Regions from separate parts of the Mus musculus genome. Here all the other regions are linked to region 1. The links are chromatin contacts, called in public Hi-C and HiChIP or PLAC-seq maps. All regions are on one chromosome and are shown on one strand. Each heading gives the region's core, a stretch centred on a gene start, on an enhancer-like site or on the middle of the called end of the contact. The rest is flanking DNA. Distances are from core to core; before and after follow the strand shown.

Region 1 (4,224 bases), core at 684-3,183:
CCTCTTCTCCAGTCCCAAGTATGTAGCCTTTAGGTCTGGAAGCCTCAGCAAAGCAGAGGTGCCAAAGGTCCACCAAGTCACCTTTGCTGCTCAAGCTTTGAGCAGAGCATGGCCTCTCTGTGCCTTCCTTGGGAAACCTGCCCTGCTTCTCTTTCTTTGCCCCCTTGGTTAGATAAATTTGCTGCCCATTTTCAGGAAATAATTTCCAGTATAGACAGCAGTAGAAGGTGGGAGCAAAAGGACATTCCTTTTTTTTTTTTTTCTATTAAAATAACTAGGGGTATTTTTTAAAGTGGAAAAAACAGCCCTTTTAACAAAAAGTTGCTACTTTTCTAAAGCAGCCATTTGTGTGGCATTGTTGGTTATTTTGCTTTTTTGATGGATTTGAAGGTGTGTTTGACCATGGTCTCCCTGCCTTCATGATTATTCTCATCCGCAAAAGCCCCACTAGAGAACCAGGAAAGAGGTAAGAACCCAGGAAGGCAGCGTTTCTGTCCCCATCACCAATAGCAGGACAATTCCATTTGCAGCGGGGGTCATTTCCAAGCTGCCTAGTCACAGCCTCTCGTGGAGGCCTTCCCAGGCAGGCTCAGACCTGTCCCAAAACTTTGAAAAAGGTCACTGAGCAGCTGAGTGCCACTTAGACATGGAGGGTTCACACAGGGTCACAACAGGAACCTGAACTAAAGCCAGCCCAGCTCCCAAGCATGGCTCGTACAGTGAGACAAGTCAGTAGTTAGCGGAGACTGTGAGCAGCGAGGGACGGCGGTGTGAGCACAGCAGTCTGCACAACAGACACCTCTGTCTCTTTTTGCACCAGTTCTCACTGACACCCACAGCCCCCAAGCAAGGGCGGGCCCAAAGCCATGGGAAGTGGCTCTCTCTAGACTCCTGCTCTCTCCTTCCTGTGTTAAGAAAGGACACTGGGTAAAGGAGCTCCTGGGCAAACATTTGGCTAGCATTGTGCCTGAGGCCCTGGGTTCCATCCCCAGCAGTCCAAAAACCAAAGTACAGCTCTTAGAAGGAACGGAACTGACTGACCCTTCCATCTTCCCAGAGTCCAGAAGGAAGGCACACGGCAGCATGTGCTGGCGTGCTGGCTGAGCAAGCGAGCGAGCGAGCAAGCGGCATGCGCTTTCCTCCCCTTTGGCTCCCCTGCTTGCCACCATTCCTCATGTTGCCTGCTTTTATTCTGTTCTTCGTTCTTCCATCCTTTGGCTCTGTGTTTGGTTTGCTTTTCTGTTTTATTTTGGCTTTAGAAAACAAAATGAAGTCACCAGAATAACATTGAACTAAAACTACATCCCATCTGCCCCAAATCCCCTCATGAAGCTCTAGGACTGAACAGTTGCCATCTTCTTCGGAGGCCTGTTAACCCTAGAATCCATACAGATATGAACGTGTAGCCAAGCCACATCCCTAGCACCTCCTCTCGGGGTCTTAAAGTCCCCAGGCTGAAGTGCTGAATGGCTCTTCCCTTGAATGCCACACATTCCTGGCTGGCATCATTGAAAAGCAAGTGGCCTGCATCTATCCAGTCTCCAAGGGTTTAATAAAGAACCAAACAAACAACAACAACAACAATTCTACACTGGGTGCTCGTTTTGGCAGCACATATACTAAAAATTCCACATTGGGTGGAGGCTAGCTCAGTAGTGGCCCTGGGCAAGCCCATCTGCTTGGTGGGTGCAAGCTTAGTGCCTGCAGAAGGCGGAAGCTCACAACAGTACAAGATTTTAGAAACTAGAACATTCTACCTTTTAAAAAAAAAAAAAAAAAAAAAAAAAAAAAAAAAAAAAAGCTGTTACACTGGATTCCTTGGCAAATATCTCCAAATGTAGGCTCTGGAAATAGCCTGGGATTGTAGAGACGCCCCAACCTGTTTGCTTTCAGTTTCTGTATTTACCATTAGGCAATGCTCCAGACTCTCTGCCTGCACACAGAGCCTGCCCAGACCAGGTTTCACTTTCAGTATTCAGGTGTTGATTTCAGACAAGGCCTGAGTTTTCACAAGTCAGGTACCCAAGATCCTAACACACTATCCCTAGGCCTAAGTTAGATGAAGCTAGGAGCTTCTGGGTCCCATCAAGGAGTTGGTGGAACAGGCATGCCCCTAATATTAGCAGTCTCCCCACAGAGTTTTCCACCCTGGTGCAGTGCAGGAGTGGCAGGTGCCAGCTGAGTACAGTGTCACTGGAGCTGAGAGTATCTCTGTTTTCCTTCCCACCTAGATGCCCCCACGACTCCAGAACAGCCTCAGCCTCACCTAGACCAGTCAGTGATTGGGAATGAAATGGATGTCAACTCCAAGCCCAGCAAGAACTCATCGGCCAGGAGCTCTGAGGGGGAGACAATGCACCTGTCCCCTAGCCTCCTTCCCGCCCAGCAGCCCACCATCTCCTTGCTCTACGAGGACACTGCTGACACACTGAGTGTCGAGTCACTGACCATTGTCCCCCCGGTCGATCCCCACAGCCTCCGAGCCCTCTCTGGCATCTCCCAGCTCCCCACACTGCCTGCAGCAGATACGGAGACCCCAGCTGAGGGTGCTGTAAACCCAGAGCCTGCGGAACCCACAGAGCACTGAGTGCGCCAGAGCTCTCCCTTTGTGTGTGCGGCCCGCTGGTAGGGACCCCCCATGCATTTTGTGACAGCAAGACACACTGGGAGCACCCACAATTCTCCGTGGCCCTGAAAACTGCCCCTCATACCTCTCCCTACAAGACAACCACCAAGCACTCATTTGCTCTGACCTCTCGCTGAGCAGGCTGGGATCCTAGAAACGGCCTCCTGTGTAGAGACGATGGCATTGGCCACCTCAGAGGGGTCTGGGGCCCTGCCCCTGATCCTGACAGCCGCAGGGGGCAGGACCCACTGGCACCGTCCTTTGGGCAGCTCCTTTGTCTTCCCTCCCAGTGTGCACAGAAGTGGACAAGGTTACTCTGGGTAGAAACCTGTGGAGAAGCAAACCTAGATAAGCATCTCCTCGAGCTAGTTATTTCTGGTTTTGGCAACAAATGAAGAGATTTATTTTAAAAGAATCTATTTTGGAGGAGGGGCAAAAAGAAAAAGCCCTCAACCATAAGGCTCGGAGTCTCATTAGAAGTGTCAGCTGTTAAGGTTCTCTGTCCTTAGAACTTTTCCATGTTTTTATTCTGAAGTTGTGGCTGTCACTTCCTCTGTTTTCCTGAGTGATTCTTCTTTCTCTGTCCCCAACTCTACAAGCCTGTGGGGTGATGATGTCTCTCCCTGAAACACTGAGGTACTTCTGAACAAGATGAGAGAGACCTGAGTCCGCTCAGGTCACATGGGTGAGAAGGCCAAGCCTCTGCTCTCGCGTGACCTGGATGACGTCTGTTCCCTGCTCAGGACACCACACAGACGCTGCTCCGAGCAGGCACGCTCCCTTCTCTCTTCATCCAAGAAAGACCCATTAGCCAGTGTCCGTGACAGAAATCAAAGGATTTAAGGCACAGAAAGTCATCCTCAGATATAATCTGCTTCCCAAGATGCAAGTGGATGCCCAACTGGGGCCCAGCTGCAAAACAGGTGACCAAAAGCAGAATCCCACCCTCCCCCTCCCTCCTCCCCCTCCCTCCTCCCCCTCCCTCCTGCCCCACCCTTTGCTGCTTCCACGCAGTATGAAAACCCCATAGTTGTAGGCATGTGCCAGCAAGGAACAGATCTGTGCCATCAGCCCCTCCCTCCTCTGAACTGGCCAGCCAGGTCACTACTCCAGGCTCCGTGGCGAGGCCCTCTATGGCTTCCTACAGATCTGGCCTCACCCAGTTTCAGTACCCACCAAAGGCGAGCCACAAGGGTACCCCATACATTACCATCTGCTCATCATTAGACCCTGACACTCTGCTAAGCTAACTTCCCTGCAGGCCCCAATGCTCAGTTTTCCAAGAGAAAGCAGTGCTCCCTAGGAAGGTAGTGGAACCCATGTGGACTGGCTTCTCTGGTCTTTAAAAGTGCTCCAGTGGGCATGCTGTCAAAGACAAGATGTTTTCTAAAACAGAAGGCTGGGTCAGGAAGTCAACCAATCTTCCTTAGAGGCAGCCACTCCAAAGGCCCTGGCAAAGTAGGATGTTCTAGGATGCTTAGCCCCTGGGAAGAGAGGAAAGTGATGGCCACTGGGAACAAGAGCTCTGTGGACCCCACAGCCAACCTTGGGTGTTTTTTGCTCATTTGCAGGGAGGGGTAGACAAAGAAGCAGGCTAG
Region 2 (4,224 bases), core at 973-3,472, 180 kb before region 1:
TTAGTTTATAGACAGCTGCTGTCTGAGTCTGTTTTCTTTTACTGTAACAAATTCACTGAGACTAAGTAATTAAAAATATCTTTTATTTCTTATGTGCATGGGTGTTTTGCCTGCACATATATCTATAATCCATGTGAGTGTCTAATGCCTGCTGAGGGTATTGGATACCCTGGAACTAGAATTAAAGATGATTATGAGCCATCATGTGGGTTCTGGGAATCCAACCCAGGTCCTCTCAAAGAGCAGCTGGTGCTCTTAACCACCAAGTCATCTCTTAAGCTCTGAGAAACTAGGTCATTTAAAGAAATGAGCTTTATTTTGGCTTAAGATTTAGAAGGCCAAGAAGTTCAAAATTAGGTATCCATGCCTTGTGAGAACCTTCTGCTGCTTCAACTCACAGTCAAAAAGGCTGTGTAAAAGAAACCATATATTTGCTCAGTAAGCGCATGGTAACCTGATTTCTTTTAATCTGTGAGCTTTACAGAGCAGGTAATCCCCATTGCAATGCTTCAAGTGTTTCTTTAAAATTTGTGTTGCATTTACCTCTTTGCGTGCTTCTCTGCATGTGAGTGTGTGCACACGGCCACACTGCAGAGTGCACGTGGCAGTGGAAGAGATGTGAGTGTGTGCACACGGCCACACTGCAGAGTGCACGTGGCAGTGGAAGAGATGTGAGTGTGTGCACACGGCCACACTGCAGAGTGCACGTGGCAGTGGAAGAGATGTGAGTGTGTGCGCACGGCCACACTGCAGAGTGCACGTGACAGTGGAAGAGATGTGAGTGTGTGCGCACGGCCACACTGCAGAGTGCACGTGACAGTGGAAGAGATGTGAGTGTGTGCGCACGGCCACACTGCAGAGTGCACGTGGCAGTGGAAGAGATGTGAGTGTGTGCGCACGGCCACACTGCAGAGTGCACGTGACAGTGGAAGAGATGTGAGTGTGTGCGCACGGCCACACTGCAGAGTGCACGTGACAGTGGAAGAGATGTGAGTGTGTGCGCACGGCCACACTGCAGAGTGCACGTGGCAGTGGAAGAGATGTGAGTGTGTGCACACGGCCACACTGCAGAGTGCACGTGACAGTGGAAGAGAGGTAACCGTTCTCCTTTTGTCGGTGGAGTTCGGCATTGGTGGCAAGAGCCTTTACTTTCTGAGCTCTCTTGTCAGCTTGCAGGAACTTGCTCTTAAGGTAACTAACTCGTCAAGGGCCAGGAGAGGAGAAATTCACAGTGAGAAAGATATTAACCCACTCATGACAGCTTCACTCCATCACCTAAATACCACTCATAAGCCTTACTTCCTAACGTGGCCTCATTTCAGGAATAGAGGTTAGGACTCATGAAACCTGGGGCCACATTAGACCTTAGCTACCTTCTCACAGTACCTGGCCCCGCCTGTGAGAGAATGAAGTCAGAGAGCTCAACCTCTGGTCTCTCTGACTCCATGGGGCACTAATTCTGTCAGGGGTGGAGCCTGACCCTGCAAACTCATTTAATCGTAATTACCCTGTCATCACATGTAGTCACACTGGAAACGACATGTGCAGCTTTTGACTATGTTGAGGGTAGTTCAGTGTGGTAGGGTTCCATGAAGGACTCCTGCTGATTGACTTGCCATCCCCTCAGCATGGTTCAATTTCAAAGATCTAATGACTGAGGAGTACATAGGCCAGCACTTCTAAGAGCAATGGAGAAGGCAGAGAGGTCTTAGGGGTGCCTCTGCTTCAGTTTTGTTGCCCAGCAAGCAAGAATTTAACTCAGTTCAACCCTCAGCCCCATTTATTCTTCTGAGAGGCAGGGGCTACGGAGGCTCTTGTTATAACTCCAAGAAAGTTTGAGTCATGGACCCAAAGTAACCAGTACAGCACATTCAGAGTAGAGGAGAGATTTTAGCACAGGAGAATACACTCAGTGGTCCTCAGTGTGGTGCTGGCATTTTCTGGAGCTGCTCTTAGTTGTCATAGTCCATCCGAGTAGAGGGAGGCTGCAATCCCCAGGGCAGACCTTCAGCAGAGCATTACCAGACCCTTATCTATGCTGGGACTGAGCCAGCCTAATTTCATTCTGTGCTAGTTACTTACTCCAAATGCAGCACAGTGCAGGTCCTGCTCTTGAAAGCAAGAGAAAAAACGGTGGAGCGCCCAGAGCAAAGGCAGGTACTGACTTCTTGGGGCAAATCAAGTTGCTGGGTGGTGGTGACCTTAGCAGTGGCCACTAGGTGGTGCTGTAGCCACAGAGCCCTCCTCCTCCTCCCCCTGACCACAGATGGTGCTAATTCACATCTCCCTGTGTGGTTTCCCTTGTTATCAGCTTCTGTTTCGCTGGATCTGGAATAAGTGTGGTTTCTGAGCTCAGAGGGGAAGATCCAGCTCTGAGGTGCAGGCTCAGGAATGTTCTGAGGCCATTGGGACAATTCCAAAGTCTTGACCTTTAATATGGGGTCTTTGGAGTTTTATCTTGGTGACCCTTTTGAAATCCATTTAGGGCTAGGATTAACAGTACGTCCTTTGAAAGTTTTAGCTTCTTGGTGAAGTACCTTGAAGATCTGATGTAAATCCTTTGAGGTGGCCTCTGCTGTGCAGCTGACATGTACATCACCTTTCAGAACTTCCTGTCTGAGGATTTCAGACCTCTAGGTCGGAGCCATTAGCTGTCATCACGGGTCACCAATCTGTAATGGAGAACTTAGCTGCCTCACAGGGCTCTTGTGACCTTTATTCCAGTCTCCCCACTTCTCCAGACATGGCTCCTGATGACCCTCTCTGCCCTCTGCATTGGTGCTATTTCAGATTCGATACAAAAGTGATCCGACATGTGCATGGCTCTAAAAGGAAGTGGGAGCAGTGTGGGAGCTGCCTGCAAAGCCCAGCAGACACACACCTTTGGCTTTCAGGACAGTTTATTAAAAGTAGCTTTTGAGGCAGTGTTCTCTTTGTAGTGTAGTTTGGCCTCAAACTCTCAGTCTTCCTGCCTCAGCTTCCAAAGTGCTGGGATTAAAGGCATGGGCCACAACACCCAGCTCTGCTTCAGTCTCTGAGTGCCACCATCACAGTATATGTATGCCATATGCCCTGCTGCTTTTATTTTTACTTTTTAGTTTTAGTGGGGGAGTCATTGTAAAACAGCATAACATAGTCACAGAAGTGCAGTCAGGTGCCTGTAGCCTCCCACCCTGCACCCAGCCATGCAGGCCGTCCTACTCACTCTGCTGTTCCTGCATGTGACTCGCCCTGATCTATATTGTTATTAAATGAACCTGACTGTGGGCATCTAGGTGCTTTCCAGGTTCTCACTATTACGCTATTACAGGGAGGCATTGCACAGATGCTACTGTTGCCTCTTTGTTTGGTGACCTAAGTAACAGAGGCCCAAGAGACTGAGATTACTTACTGACTCCCAGGTTTATTATAACAGAATACCACAGAATGTCAGCCACAGTGAGGGGGTAGTAGAAAAATCCCAGCCACACAGTGGGCCCCTTTACTGATCCCTAACCCCCCACAGAACCTTGTAGAGGACTTAAAAAAGCCCCTGTGAGGAGCAGATGAACCTTGTGGCTGTCTCAGGTGTAGAATGTAGCCAGACTTTCTTCACACACCTTAAGCTGCTAGCTTTTGTGCCATTTGTGGCCCAGAAGCAACTGGCCTATAAATACAGAACTTACTGAGATGTCCTAATTTCCTCCTCCTGTTCCCATTGCCAGATCACAAGTGTTCCAGTTGTCAGAAGCACCTAAGTATTATGTTACATGGTAAATCACAGGTGGATAAGTAAGTTGGGGACAGTTTTAACAGCAAAGAGGGGGAGGTAGTGTGGCTATGACAACATTCAGACGCAGTGATGAGAGAGACCAGACACTGACAGCCTCATCCTGTTTCTATGACAACACTCAGATGCAGTGATGAGTGCGAGGCCAGACACTGATACCCTCATCCTGTCTGGCTCCTCTGTGTAAGGTTCACAAGCAGGTGCACAAGTCTATAGAGATGGGGTTGGAGTGGTTCCCTGCCTTGAGAGAAGATGCTGACAGGGCAGGGGTATGAACAAGCTTCCGAAGGAACTGCAGATACACCGGGCCTTAACTGAGTGGGGCCTGCACAGCATACATCTGTATCTATGTCCCATAAGCAGACACCTGAGGCTCACATGCTTGAGTGTTAAATGTGTGTGTGCAGGAGCTTGAGGTTCTATACAGTGCCATTTCCACATATAGCAAGCTTACC
Region 3 (4,224 bases), core at 833-3,332, 160 kb before region 1:
ATTCACTGCTTCAGCTAAATTGGCTGATTAGTGGCCTCTAAGGAAGTGTCTTTCTCTGCCTCTACTCTGCTTTCCCAGCTCTGGGAATACAGATAAACACCATGATGCCTGTTTCTAATATAGTACTTGGGACTCAAATTTAAGTCCTTGTGCATGCACGGCAATCGTGTTTCTGATGGATCCATCTCCCAGCCTCTTATCAAGTGTTTAAATGCATAATGCATTATTGTTGCCAGCAGGCCAGTGTCTCACAGATCTCTTAAACTCATTCATCATGTTCTCCATGTGATCCAGAGCCACCCCAAAACGGAAACTGTATTCCTCTTGAACCGTTCCTACTTCCCTGTCCCTGCAGGCACTGTCCCACCCTCTGCTTCTATGAGTTTGATGATTTTAGATATCTCATGTAACGAAGTGGAATCATGTAAGGTATTTCTTTTCTTTTATTGGTTTACTACATGTAGAATGGTGTCCTCAAGGTTTACCCATTTTGCTATTGCCAAATTTCTTTAAATTGTAAAGGCAGAATAATGTATTATATGTATATACCCACTTTCTTTTTTAATTTTGCGTCTCTTCTTGTCATATACTGATTATACATTACAGATTCATTATGGCATTTTTGTACATGCATATGAAATATTTTATCATATTCAATCCCGTTACACTCTCTTGTCCCATCTCACGCCTGATGATCTGCTTCCCTTTCCCCACTAATTCCCCTGCTGCTTTCATTTCCTTTTTTATTTTTCCCAATGACCAGGGAATTTCAGTAGGGCTCTATACAGGAGCATGTGGGTCCTCCCACCCTCGAGGATCATCGGCCCATACAATCCACAGGGCAAAGGGAGCAGAGATGATGGGGTTGGGGATCTGGAAGCCCTGTGAGTCCGTACAGTGAGTGACTACGCTGGAACCACCCTCGGGGCAGATCAACATTACTTAGGGTGATTGAAGGCTTATAAAGTGTTAGGGGGGCTGAGGGTAGGGACATGCAGGATGGGCGGAGGTGATTGGCTGGGGGGCTTAGGGTACCCTAAGCATGGGGAAGCATTTCAGGGATCTCAGGTGTTGGCTGAACAGGTTTTGTCAAAACCTGTAACCAAACTAAGGCTACCTAACATTCCTCAGAGAGAGGGTTTTGGATTTTCCAGACAAGGTTAGAAAAGGAGAAGATCCACTAATGAAGTGAGTCTCCCATATTCTGCTGATCCCAGAGGCTCTCTAGTCATGGTGGACTTCATCATTAATTAGCAGAGTTTTCCCACAAGAGCATGGGCACCTTACCAGTAGCTACACAACTAAAGAAAATGTTTCTCTGTTTCCCAGAAACTATTACTGCCAATAAGTCCTCACAGAAGACAGAGCAGAGCCTGCACCTCTCCTCCCAACTACCATTAACTGACAGACAATATGTCATCAGGAGGGGTGCGGCCTCGTGAGCTCCCTGACTTCATGACACAACATTGGTAGGTCAGGTCTTATGCACGTCATCACAGCAATTATGAGCTCAGAGTGCAGCAGCCCCATCATGCTTGGGACACAGTTTTCCACAGCACTCCACTCCATCCTCTAGCTCTTACATTTCCCACCTTCTCCATGATGTTCCTTGAAGTTTGAAGGAGGAGGATGTGAGTGTCCCATTCTGACTAAGCATTCAGCAATCATTCACGTCTACCCATTTTCTTTATTACTTCATCTGCTAGCTTGCAGACTTCTAAAGGACATTTTTTAGTGAGGTAATTGTAGATTTGCATGCAGCTGTAAGAAATAACACAGAGATTGTCCCTGGTTTTATCCCATGTGGATGCCTACAGAACTACAGTACCTGACCACAAGTAGGACACAACAAACAGGCTGTGGTTTGCAGCTTAAGCAAAAGCACAGAGCAGATGGCAACTGGCCACCTCTCAGATGGCTCTCAGGAGGTCTGTCCTTTTTCCCCATGGTCTCCTCTTGGGGCAGAGGTCCAGCCTCCACTGTGGGAGACACACCCACTGGTTGCATGAGTGGCTGAACAGAAGGAGCTGGCACTTGAGAGGCTGGTTTCTCTGTAGGTGTTAGATCAAAGCCCCACCTTCTGATGCCTGTAGATGGAAATCCTAGACTAGCTGCCAAGGTAACTGGCAGTTGTGAATTGTTTAACAGTAGTCCTGTGCAAGTTGCCTGCCTTCCCTCTGAGTGACAACAGTCTCCTACTATTTCCTGCCTGGCTCGGATGTGGTTGATCAAACTTGTTTTAACTTCTTGGTCTTTTTTACCCTACTTTCTCCTTCCTGTAATTTGTAGATAAGTTACTGGTATTGCTTCATTTTTACCAGCAGACCTCTTGCAAACCCAAACCAAAATTGGAGAGAAGCAGAGGAGAGACAGAATTATACTGAAGGGCTATAATTTAGGGTTAAATTTAACACAGATCAGAATAGGCAGATAAATGTCTAATTGAAATTCCTGTGTGCATTACCATCATATGGTAGGCAGGCAGGCATGACGCTGGAGCAGGAGCTGAGAGCTTACATCTTATCTACAAGTTGGAGGCCTGGTGTGGGCTTTGAAGCACAGTGCACACCTCCAGCAAGACCACACCAGCTAATTTCTTCCTAAATCATTCAACTGGGAACTAAACATTCAAAACTATAAGACAGTGGGGGCATTCTCATTCGGACTACCACACATACCCAAGAGTGGCAACTCATATGGTAGCCTCTTCTATTGTTTGCAAAGTGATTATGGGTTGGAACTGGGGATGTGCTTCGGTACCTGTAGGTGTTTTTTTAGGTTACCGAAAGACGGAGTAACACCAGAAATGGAGTCCAGGCTGATGTTTAACTTACTGTATCGCATGGGGTAGTTGGTCTTAGGTTTATCATCTTTCTGCTTTACCCTCATGAGTTCAAGGGTACTCAGTGCTGGAATAAATGAGGCAGCAAGGCCAGGGACAGCAGTCATGAGGTGCTTGTGACTTTGTTGTGAAGACTCTCAGCATGCTGTTTCTTGTGCTGTTCACATGTTACACTCTGCATCTGGTACCTGCAGCAGTGAGTGCCTCAAGGTGTCCCAGGTTGAGTTAGTCTGCGTCTCCAGGCCTCAGTCTTATTGCTTCTACAGCTAGAATAACAAACATGGCTTTGAAGGGAGGGCTTCTGCTATGTGTAGTGTTTGTTCTTAGGTCTAGCACCAGTTGGTGCAGGAATGTTAGGTGAGGCTGTACAACCTCATCCCCTATATGGGGCCTATATAAGTGTGCGTGGGTGGGCACGCTGTTGTTGGAACTGAACTATATTCAGCAGGCGCTTGGGGAAGCACTTCAGATGCAGGCAAGGGCATAAAGAGGGCAGGAAGCATCAGCAATAACAAGTGACAGAGACTGCTAAGACTAGAGTAGACATTGCCATTGGTGACAGTGAGCTAAACCCTCAGCTTGCACTCTGCTTTCCAACTTAACCACCAGGTTTCACCTCTAGGTGGTGCAAATATTTTATCACTCATATGTGTGCCAGGACTGGCTGGCTGGGAGTTCAGAATATCAGCTAAGAGACAGAATAGCTTTTTCCCTCCGAATTAGTCATTGACTATATCTGTAGGTGTCAGGTGAGCCAGTTGGGAAGGTACCCAAATGGTTCTCTGGGGAGTGCATGTGCATCTGTATGTTACTTACACTTCTCTTTATGGCTCCTGCCATTCCTCTGCTTAGCAGAAAACCCTACCAGGATAAGATGTATACAGTCATCATCTGAGACCACAGGAGCCTGGCTTCTTTGGGTCATGTGTTTGCTGGCTCAGAGTGTCAGAGACCATCTCGGGGACCCTTGGCTCTGTCACAGGGCTGCTCTGGGATTTGGGTGTCCTGCTGAATGCCTTGGTAGGAGTTTATCTTCCAGCTGGGATGGGAGCTCCAAGGCACACGTGTTTTAGTGAGAGGGCTGTGAATACCAAAAGGAGCAAACAGACCTGTAGAGTCAAGGGCCATCACTAACTCAGTCACATGCATTCTCACAAGAGAATGGGTCTCAGAATAGTCTTTTCTATGCAGCCACTGTGGAATCTCAGCTCCTGGACATCCTGTAAGAAGAGGATCTGAGTGCTGAAGGAAATGCTGGAGTGTTCTCATGCCCCATACGTCAAGAAAGACAGCATTGCATTAGCTTTAGGGACTCACCCTGGGCATAAGTTGGGCTTGGTAGCTAAAAGGAATCCTGTTGTATTGAGACTCTAGACAGGAAG

What was found. A called contact is a pair of places that touch in the nucleus more often than the background predicts. HiChIP or PLAC-seq counts read pairs in DNA pulled down with a chosen protein or histone mark.
Region 2: a contact with region 1 is called in a Hi-C map of regulatory T cells, with 2.1 times the contacts expected there. The contact joins two enhancer-like sites. A contact is called at or near these places in 2 of 15 datasets of contacts at CTCF or cohesin (both in embryonic stem cells), 21 of 484 Hi-C or Micro-C datasets (CD4 T cells, the HL-1 cell line, Sertoli cells and 6 more), 5 of 115 datasets of contacts at active chromatin or transcription factors (T-cell acute lymphoblastic leukemia, cardiomyocytes, double positive thymocytes and 1 more) and 1 of 9 other capture datasets (embryonic stem cells).
Region 3: a contact with region 1 is called in an H3K27ac HiChIP or PLAC-seq map of T-cell acute lymphoblastic leukemia, with 4 times the contacts expected there. The contact joins two enhancer-like sites. A contact is called at or near these places in 2 of 15 datasets of contacts at CTCF or cohesin (both in embryonic stem cells), 19 of 484 Hi-C or Micro-C datasets (CD4 T cells, the HL-1 cell line, Sertoli cells and 6 more), 6 of 115 datasets of contacts at active chromatin or transcription factors (DN3 thymocytes, T-cell acute lymphoblastic leukemia, Th17 cells and 3 more) and 1 of 9 other capture datasets (embryonic stem cells).

Annotation. Positions count from the first base shown.
Region 1 is chr16:10,739,383-10,743,606 of GRCm38.p6, forward strand. It overlaps Clec16a (C-type lectin domain family 16, member A), which reads left to right. Exons shown (of 23, transcript NM_001204229.1): 23 at 2,232-4,224. The coding sequence ends at 2,587. Among named protein-coding and RNA genes, the nearest start is that of Socs1, 44 kb to the right of the region's middle. Within about 2 kb of position 1,934, at least 66 of the 459 cell types and tissues checked have an H3K27ac peak or open chromatin away from gene starts, as enhancers often do. A contact at or near this core is called in T-cell acute lymphoblastic leukemia, Th1 cells, Th17 cells and 2 more, where this site is marked.
Region 2 is chr16:10,563,464-10,567,687 of GRCm38.p6, forward strand. All of the region lies in intron 3 of Clec16a (C-type lectin domain family 16, member A), which reads left to right. Among named protein-coding and RNA genes, the nearest start is that of Clec16a, 20 kb to the left of the region's middle. Within about 2 kb of position 2,223, at least 35 of the 459 cell types and tissues checked have an H3K27ac peak or open chromatin away from gene starts, as enhancers often do. A contact at or near this core is called in T-cell acute lymphoblastic leukemia and regulatory T cells, where this site is marked.
Region 3 is chr16:10,583,294-10,587,517 of GRCm38.p6, forward strand. All of the region lies in intron 9 of Clec16a (C-type lectin domain family 16, member A), which reads left to right. Among named protein-coding and RNA genes, the nearest start is that of Clec16a, 40 kb to the left of the region's middle. Within about 2 kb of position 2,083, at least 64 of the 459 cell types and tissues checked have an H3K27ac peak or open chromatin away from gene starts, as enhancers often do. A contact at or near this core is called in T-cell acute lymphoblastic leukemia, Th1 cells, Th17 cells and 2 more, where this site is marked.